Regions from separate parts of the Mus musculus genome. Here region 1 is linked to region 2. Evidence: chromatin contacts called from public HiChIP or PLAC-seq data. All regions are on one chromosome and are shown on one strand. Each heading gives the region's core, a stretch centred on a gene start, on an enhancer-like site or on the middle of the called end of the contact. The rest is flanking DNA. Distances are from core to core; before and after follow the strand shown. Region 1 holds the start of Pmel (premelanosome protein). Region 2 has its middle 18 kb from the start of Erbb3.

The links. HiChIP or PLAC-seq counts read pairs in DNA pulled down with a chosen protein or histone mark.
Region 1: a contact with region 2 is called in an H3K4me3 HiChIP or PLAC-seq map of embryonic stem cells, with 23 read pairs. The contact joins the promoter of Pmel here to the enhancer-like site in region 2. A contact is called at or near these places in 19 of 39 promoter capture datasets (the 3T3-L1 cell line, 3T3-L1-derived adipocytes, the C10 cell line and 12 more), 1 of 15 datasets of contacts at CTCF or cohesin (large pre-B cells), 5 of 484 Hi-C or Micro-C datasets (embryonic stem cells and nephron progenitors), 4 of 115 datasets of contacts at active chromatin or transcription factors (the SCID.adh cell line, embryonic stem cells and pro-B cells) and 4 of 9 other capture datasets (adipose tissue, liver, macrophages and 1 more).

What each region holds. Positions count from the first base shown.
Region 1 is chr10:128,703,885-128,708,364 of GRCm38.p6, forward strand. Pmel (premelanosome protein) reads left to right here and starts at 2,374. Exons shown (of 11, transcript NM_021882.4): 1 at 2,374-2,474. The coding sequence starts at 2,402. It overlaps Cdk2 (cyclin-dependent kinase 2), which reads right to left and starts at 1,167. Exons shown (of 8, transcript NM_183417.3): 1 at 828-1,167; 2 at 42-119. The coding sequence starts at 943.
Region 2 is chr10:128,605,411-128,610,173 of GRCm38.p6, forward strand. No RefSeq gene overlaps it. Among named protein-coding and RNA genes, the nearest start is that of Erbb3, 18 kb to the left of the region's middle. Within about 2 kb of position 1,286, at least 17 of the 459 cell types and tissues checked have an H3K27ac peak or open chromatin away from gene starts, as enhancers often do. A contact at or near this core is called in embryonic stem cells and trophoblast stem cells, where this site is marked.

The DNA.
Region 1 (4,480 bases), core at 1,124-3,623, 100 kb after region 2:
GCAGAATTCGTCATAGTGATCATCTCTCAGAGCAGACTTACTTGACGATATTAGGGTGATTAAGTTCCTTAAGGAGAGAGATCTCTCGGATGGCAGTACTGGGTACACCTTCAGTCTCACTTGGAGAGGTTGGGAAAACAGAGACAAGAATACGGTTACAAACATCATTCTCTCAGGGATACACAACCCCCAGCCCCCTTAGGAAGGCAGACAGGAGAGGTGCTGTGAGGAGTTAATTTCTGGGTAGTTAGGGTGTGGCTTTTAGACATATTTAAGGCCATTATTTCCTCTTTTTCCAGTGAAAGGTAAGAAGAGCCTCCAGGTGAATGAAAAGCAGAAGAAAGGTAATAGGGGAGTGGGGTGAGAGTAGCTCCCGGCCTCCCCTGAGGGCCAGTGAATCTCAACTGCCATTCTTTTGAAAGAGAGTGAGGGTTCTAAGTATGGTGCTGGAGCAGTGAGGAGAGCTCTCCATTCAGAAAGGAACTTTTCTCTGGTTACCACATAACCCAACTCCACGAACAGCCCTGGACCCCTCCTATCCCGGGCTCCCACCCCACAACTTTCTCTTCCCAAGTCTCTCGGCTAGCAGATTTGGGAGCACACCGGCTGGAGCACTGCAAGAAACTTTCCCCTGGATTCCAGCCCCGGACAGTCTCCTCCGGTAGAGCCTCCACGGTCGGCCAACCCACCGCTCGCTTCACGCGTCCCTCCCTCCCTCCCCGCTACCTTCCGGTCCGGGGACGCTACCCGCCTGTTGGGGTAGGGGGTTGGGAGGGGGACAGCCAAGAGGTCCGGGCAAAGGAGTTCCGGCTCCGGAGGCCACTCACGTGTCGAGCCGGATCTTCTTAAGCGCCACAACTTCTCCCGTCAACTTGTTTTTGGCTTTGTACACCACTCCGTACGTGCCCTCTCCAATCTTCTCCACCTTTTGGAAGTTCTCCATGGAGCGCTAGTGAGGCGGCTCAGGCCCCCGGGAGCGGGGCCCGGGAACCCTGACGAAAGCGGGCCCGACACTCGGAGCGGAGGACCTGGGGGACCCCGGGTGAGCACGGCAGTCCCAGCTCGGGATGGAACGCAAGGAGAGCTCAGCCCTTGACAATTTGTCCAACTTGAAACAATGTTGCCGCCTCCCCCACTGCTCCAGACGGCCATCCGAGACCCCGCCCCTCCTTCCCGCGTTTCCCTGGCCCCGCCCCCCGCCCTTCCGATTGGTTCACGTCACGAGGGCGGACCGGACCATCGCGCTCCCGCCTCAGAGGCCCCGCCCTGGGCGGGCGAGCCGCGGGGCAGCTGCACAACTTTCCCGCAGTTCCTGGTTTAGGCTCCGCAGGCCGGAACTGGTGGTGTTTCTGGTCTACGGATTTCCTTACCTTTCCCTCACAATTTTCACCACCCCTTGGGTGAGATTAAAATTCCACCTGGACAAGAGAGTCTCTTTTAAAAAGCAAAACCTGGGAATCTTTAAAAGAAAAAGAATAATGTATTTTATTTTAAATGGTGTGTGGGTCTGTGTGTCTGCATTTAAGTTTTCACAGAAGCAGCAGGTGCCCTGGAGCTGAGGTTCTAGGCGGTCGTGAGCCTAACTTGGGTGCTGGAGCTGAACTCTGGTCTTCTGCAAGAGCGGCTTGCGCTCTTAACAGCGGTGCTGTTTCTCCAGCACTCTCGCCTGCTTTTTGGAAACATCTCATAATGCAGCCCTTGTTGGCTGGAATGCGTTCAAAAGTCCAGGTTGTCTTCGAACTCACAGAGATCCGTTTGTCTCGGTCTCCATGTGGGGCACAAAATCCGGTCTCTCTCTCTCTCTCTCTCCCACACACACTCCCTCCTTCTCGCCTCCCTCCGCTTTCTTTTTATTTTTCTGAGACAAGGTTTCTCTGTGTAATCTTGGCTGTCCTGGAACTCTAGTCCAGGCTGGAAAATCGGGACTCTTATTGTAAAGGATTCTTTGGCTAGATAATAGAGTCGTTTCTCAGCCTAGCTTAATACTGTCTCACTGTTTCGGGGTTCATTGGCTGCCTGTGTTGTTTTATTGCTGGCAATCTACCCTCCCAGCCCCTTCTGGATGCTTTTGGATAAAGGTGCTGTTTCTGTCTTAAGGATCTCTTGGTTTGACACAATTCTCTTCACTCTGTCTTGCTGAATTGTGACTGTTAAGTATGTGAATTGAGGCTGCCCATCAGTGAACTCTTTCCAGAATAAGTGTGTCAGTGAATGTGACCCAGCGAAACCAGAAACTGTCATTGAGCTGTGTGGGATGAAATCAGTTCTGGCCCTTTCCTTCTTCCCAGGTTTCCCCTCCTCTGGAGGGAGAGGAGGAAGGCCTATGCAAATGACCATCCCTTTCTATATAGGGGCTCGCTCCCACCCCCTGGTACCTTTGGCTGCTGGCAAGAGGACCACTATGGGTGTCCAGAGAAGGAGCTTCCTTCCCGTGCTTGTGCTGAGTGCTCTGCTGGCTGTGGGGGCCCTAGAAGGTGAGTGTGGGTGGGTGGTCAGGAGCAAGTGCTATTAGCAATTGAACACCAGCTCTGGGTTTCCCCCTTCTAATCAGACAAGTCAAAATACTTTAGGCTTGTCCTATTTGATTTTAGTGAAGATATGGTTTTGTTTGGTTTTTTTATTTGTTCAAGACAAGGTCCAGTGTAGCCCAGGCTAGCCTCAGATTCACTGTGTACCCACGGATGAACTCAAACTCCTCATCTACCTCCTAAGTACATACTTAAACCGTTGTGCCCAGCTTTAGATGTGAACCTTAGGATCAAGCATAGAGGTATCCCTATCTGATGCAGGGGGCAGAAGGCATGGCACTAATTCTGAGGCTGCTTGGAGCACTCAGCGAAATAGGGGCTCCAAGGAGGTGACATGGTGACATGTCCATGGTGACATGGAGATCCTTTGGGTAATATCTTAAATGCAGTGATAGGAGATGTAAAGTAGAGAGAAAAAGAGTAGGGTATTCAGGAAGGCCAAACTGACAGACCACCTCTGCATCAGGGGTGCGGATGGATGAATGTATCCCAGGCTTGTCTCAGAAGGGTCTCAGCTGAGCATCACATGAAAGGACTCTGGGGGATTGAGACCTCGTGACAGGAGCAAGAGGAGGGAGTTAAGGATGGCGAGAGGGTCTGGAATGTCCCGTGCTGCTGAGGAGGGAGAGTGGGCAGTCAAAAAGAATGGTGCGTCTTATGACTGTTCTTGCTTCAGTGGTCAAGCGCTCCCTGAGATGAACATAGAACAGCCCCCCCCCTCCCCCCTCCCAGCAGAACCCTGGGCTTCCTGTGGACGTTAGAATTGGGTTAAGGACACTTCTCTGTGCTGTAATATATTATATATATATTACATACATACACATTATATATATCTGGTTTCTTCACTTGTACTATAATTTCTCTTTTCTTTTCATTACTTTTCTGAGATGTTGTTTGCGATGTTCTGTTCATACCCACACATCTGAGTGAGGCCCTTAAGATACTCTGCTTGCATTTCACACACTGACTTTAGTTTTTGTTTGGGGGCTGTCCCCCCACCACTACCATGTGAGTCTGGGGAACAAACTCAGGTTGTCAGGCTGGGCAGAAAGCCTCTTTACCCCATAAGCCACCTCACTTGTCCAAGAGTTTCTTCTAAATACATATTTTAGACAAAAACAGCAACCAAGAAGGATAGAGCAAATGTGTCCAAATGTTGGTGGATTTTGGATTTGGGTGAAGGGATGTGGACATCCATTTTATTCCTTTCTTTTCAGACATCTGTTTTAGCTCTGGTCTCCCAACGTAACCCCAGCTGGCGTCCAACAACTTGCAGTGATTTTCTTTTTTCTTCTTCTTCTTCTTCTTCTTCTTCTTCTTTTTTTTTTTTTTTTTTTTTTCCAGTCAGGGTTTCTCTGTGTAGCCCTGGCTGTCCTGGAACTCACTCTGTAGACCAGGCTGGCCTCGAACTCAGAAATCCACCTGCCTGCTTCTGCCTTCCTAGTGCTGGGATTAAAGGCGTGCGCCACCACACCTGGCTCTTCTTCTTCGGAGTGCTGGGACTACAGATGTGACACACTGTACCCAATTAAATTATAATAATTATATCTGCTTTGTCCCCCACCTCCAACCTGTACAGGCTTCTTCTCAATCGACCCTCCTCTCTCTCCTCCTCCTCCTCCCCCTACAGCTGCCCCTCTTCCTCATTCCCCTCCTCCATTTTCTGAGACAGGGCACGCTGCTCTGGGATACACTCTGTAGTCCATGCTGTCAAGCTCATGGTGTTCTATGCTGGTGACTCCTGAGTACATCATGCCTTGATGCCACAGTGGCCTTTCCATCATGTTAAAAAAAAAAAAAAAAAAAGGCCGGGCGTGGTGGCGCACGCCTTTAATCCCAGCACTCGGGAGGCAGAGGCAGGCGGATTTCTGAATTCCAGGACAGCCTGGTCTACAAAATTAGCTCCTCAGTGGCTATTCTTGTAGAATACCCATGTTCAATCCCCAGCACAC
Region 2 (4,763 bases), core at 36-2,535:
GCCCCTCCTCCCCTTGATCACTAGTTGAGAAAATGCCTTACAGCAGGATCATGGAGGCATTTCCTCAAGGGGGGCTCCTTTCTCTGGGACAACTCCAGCTTGTGCTAAGTTGACACACAAAACCAGCCAGGACAGTGACTGTTTGTTCTTTTGCTTGAAAGCCTCACCAGAGAGGATACTCTGCTCTGCCCAGAAATTTCAGTGGGGAACTCCAATTGTTGCTTTAAAGGAGCTTCTGTCTGTCTGTCTGTCTGTCTACCTGCCTGCCTTGCCTACCTTCTTACTTACCTGCATACAGAAGCTGGCTTCTGTCTATGTATGTATGCTGGACATACATACATACACACAAGAAGGCAGAACACTCATGTGCATAAAAAAAAAAAATACATTGACCCAGGCAGTGGTGGCACATACCTTTAGTCCCAGCACTTGAGAGGCAGAGGCAGGTGGATTTCTGAGTTCAAGGTCAGCCTGGTCTATAGAGTGAGTTCCAGGACAGCCAGGGCAACACAGAAAAACCCTGCCTCAAACAAACAAGCAAACAAAAACAACAAACAAACAAACAACAACATTGAAAAATATTATTTTATCTTTTTTTTTTCAGAGCTGATGACTGAACCCAGGGCCTTGTGCTTGCTAGACAAGCACTCTACTGTTGAGCTAAATCCCCAACCCCCCAAAATATTTAAGAATATATTTTTGTACACACATGTACATGGAAGCTCTCCTTCTACTATGTGGGCTCTGGAATTGGCTCAGGTTGTCAGACTTGACAATGGGTGGCTTTGTGGAGCTGTCTCAGTTCTCCTCCCCTGCACACTGCAAATATCCCCCTCTCTCCCTCCCTCCCTCCCTCCCTCCCTCCCTCCCTCCCTCCATGGGATTACCTGTGCTTAGCACCCATCACTGCATTTCCTATTATATTCAATAAAGCTGTTAAAACATTAATCTTCTGAGAGGCGAGGACTGTTCAGGGCTAAACCCAGGACCTTACAAATGCTAAGCAAGTGCTTTACCACTGAGGTAATTCCAAACTTTGTTTTTGTTTTTTATTTTTTTGTTTTGTTTTGTATTTGTCTATAAGGGCACTGGCGATCAGACCCAGGGCCTCCTGCATGAGTAGGTGATCTCATTGAGCTATGTTCCAACCTGAAGTGCTGCTTTTGCTTGTTGTGAGTCAAGATCTCAGGCAGCACAGGCTGACCTTGAACGTTTGATGCATCCAAGGATGGAGAATGGCTGAACTCCTGATCCTGGTGCCTCCTCCCCCACCCACCACCCTGAGGGCTGGGTCCCAGTGCTATCAAATTGGGCTGCACACTTTTAAAAAATCAACTGTAGAGTTGGAGTAAGTGTGACATACCTAGAATTCCATTCTTGGGGGGTGGAGGCAGGAATTCATGGTCATTCTCAGCTAAAGGAGAGTCTGAGCCAGCCTGGGCTATTTGTGATTCTATCCAGCCTGTGATGCTATCTCAAAAAAAAGAAAAGAAAAAGAAAAAGAAAAGGAAAAAAGAAAGAAAGAAAGGAAGAAAGAGAGAGAGAGAGAGAGAGAGAGAGAGAAAGAGAGAGAGAGAGAGAGAGAGAAAGAAAGAAAGAAAGAAAGAAAGAAAGAAAGAAAGAAAGAAAGAAAGAAAGAAAGAAAGAAAGAAAGGTAGGTAGACGGGGGGGCTGGAGAGATGGCTCATCGGGTAAGAGCACTGACTACTCTTCTGAAAGTCCTGAGTTCAATTCCCAGCAACCACATGGTGGCTCACAACCATCTGTAAAGTGATCAGATGCCCCCTTCTGTTGTGTCTGAAGTAGCTACAATGTACTTATATACATAAAATAAATAATTCTTTAAAAAGAGGAAGACATATGGGGGAAGGACTTTTTTTTTCCGAGACAGGGTTAGTGAAGAGTAGCGAGGTGGAGCAAAACCAAACCAATTCTCAGTGCTCGTCTCCCACTGTCTGTGGGATCATATTTATACTCCTTCCTCAGCATTCTTTCACGTATCTGCTATAGCAAAACATCCTTTCACCTGTGCCTGCTTCAGGAAAACATTCTTTACCATGTCTGCTTTAGCAAGACAATCTTTTCACCTGTGTGCCCCAGCAAAACATCATTTGACATAATTGACTTTCCAAAACTAGACGTTTCCGCTTCAGAGAAGAAGGAACATGATCAAAATATATTGTATGGAAAGAAGTAGGGGGGTTTGTTTTGTTTGTTTTGAGACAGTGTCTCTCTGTTTAGCCTTGGCTCTCCTGGAACTCACCGTGCTGACCTCTAATTCATAGAGATCTCCTGCCTCTGGCCTCTAAGTGTTGGGATTAAAGATATTCAACACCATACCTGCCTATAAAATTTATTTTATTTTATTATTTTTATTTATTTATTTATTTAGTTTTTTTTTTCAAGACAGGGTTTCTCTGTGTAGCCCTGGCTGTCCTGGAACTCACTTTGTAGACCAGGCTGGCCTCGAACTCAGAAATCCTCCTGCCTCTGCCTCCCGAGTGCTGGGATGAAAGGCATGTGTCACCACCGCAGGGCCATAAAATTTATTAAATGGCAATATTTACAATAATTCAAAGATTGCTTGACTTTGTGTAGGTGTGGGTATGTCATGTACATGCATATGTGTATTTCTGTATGCACATGTATGTAGCCACCTTTCTGTATGCACCACCCACCGTGAGCTCATGTGTGTAGCCACCACTGATATTGAGATCTTCCTTGTATTTTGAGGCATTTCTTGCTGAACTCAAAGCTCACCAGTTTGGCTAGTCTGGTTAGATATTTTGCTTTTGGGGGTCTCCTATCTCTGTCTTTCTTTTCTTCTTCTTCTTCTCCTCCTTCTTCTCCTTCTTCTCCTCCTTCTCCTTTTCCTCCTTCTCTTTCTCCTCCTTCTCCTTCTCTTTCTCCTCCTTCTCCTTCTCTTTCTCCTCCTTCTCCTCCTCCTCCTCCTCCTCCTCCTTCTTCTTCTTTTTGGGGGGAGGGTTTGGTTTTTTTTTTTCGAGACAGGGTTTCTCTGTATAGTCCTGGCTGTCCTGGAACTCACTTTGTAGACCAGGCTGTCCTCGAACTCAGAAATCTGCCTGCCTCTGCCTCCTGAGTGCTGAGATTAAAGGCATGCGCCACCACACCTGGCTGAAAGTCTCTTTTTAAAAGAAAGAGAGAGAGAGAATCTCCTTTTGTCTTTTTACATGAATCCTGGGCACTGGATGGCAAGTCTACCTTCTGAACCGTCTTGCCAGCGCAAGGCTGTTCTAAGAACTAAATGTAACACATTCAGGACTGAAGGGATGGCTCAACAATTTTTTTTTCCATTTTTTATTAGGTATTTAGCTCATTTACATTTCCAATGCTATATCAAAAGTCCCCCATACCCACCCACCCCCACTCGGATGGCTCAACAATTAAGAGCACTTCTTGCTCTTGCTGAGGATTCAAATTCAGCACACTGTCTCTGATTCCAGTTTCAGGGGATCTGACGCTCTCTTCTGGCCTCCAAGGGCACTGCACATTTGCTGTTCACATACATACAGGTAAAACATTCATACACATAACTTTTAAAAATTGAATATTTAAAACAAAATATAAATAATATTACTTAAAAGATATATTTATAGGGCTGGAGAGATGGCTCAGCGGTTAAGAGCACTGACTGATCTTCCAGAGGTCCTGAGGTCAGTTTTCAGTAACCACTTGTGGCTCACAACCATGTAATGGGATCCTATGCCCTTTTCTGGTGTGTTTGAAGACAGTGACAGTGTACTCATATACATTAAATAAATACATAAATAAATATTAAAAACAAAACAAAAGAGAATATATTTATAAAAAACAATTAAATGGAGCCAGGCATGGTGGCGGACGCCTTTAATCCCAGCACTCGAGAGGCAGAGGCAGGCGGATTTCTGAGTTCGAGGCCAGTCTGGTCTACAGAGTGAGTTCCAGGACAGCCAGGGCTACACAGAGAAACCCTGTCTCAACCCCCTCCCCCTCAAAAAAACCCAAAAAACAAACAAACAAACAAAAACAAAAACCAAAAAAGAAAAAAAAAACAAGTAAATGACTTTGTATAGGATCACAGGGGAAAAAAAAAATCACAGGATTCCAGGCAGTGGTGGCTCATACCTTTAATCCCAGCACTCAGAGGCAGAGGCAGGCAGATCTCCAGTATGGGGCCAGTCTGATGTACACAACAAATTAATAGGACAGTTAAAGAGCTACATAGTGAGACATCGTTTCAAAAAGTGGGGGTGGGGGGCGGGTGTGGTGGCGCATGCCTTTAATTCCAGCACTCGGGAGGCAGAAGCAGGCAGATTTCTGAGTTCGAGGCCAGCCTGGTCTACAAAGTGAGTTCCAGTACAGCCAGGGCTACACAGAGAAACCCTGTCTCAAAAAACAAAACAAAACAAATCAAAAAACGGGGGGGGGGGGAGGATCTTCCTAGGAAGAGGGGATAGAATAGATAGTTATGGATGGATGGAGGCTGGAGACTAGGACAAGAAAACCAAACAGGGAGAGGGAGGGAAGGGGTTAAGAGAGAATATGGGGGTGGGGGGGCTGACAAGATAGCTGACAAGATGGCTCAGCTGGTAAGACTGCTCTTCCAGGGCCAGGCGTGGTGGCACATGCCTTTAATCCCAGCACTCGGGAGACAGAGGCAGGTGGATTTCTGAGTTCGAGGCCAGCCTGGTCTACAAAGTGAGGTCCAGGACAGCCAGGGCTATACAGAGTAACCCTGTCTCGAAAAACCAAAAAAAAAAAAA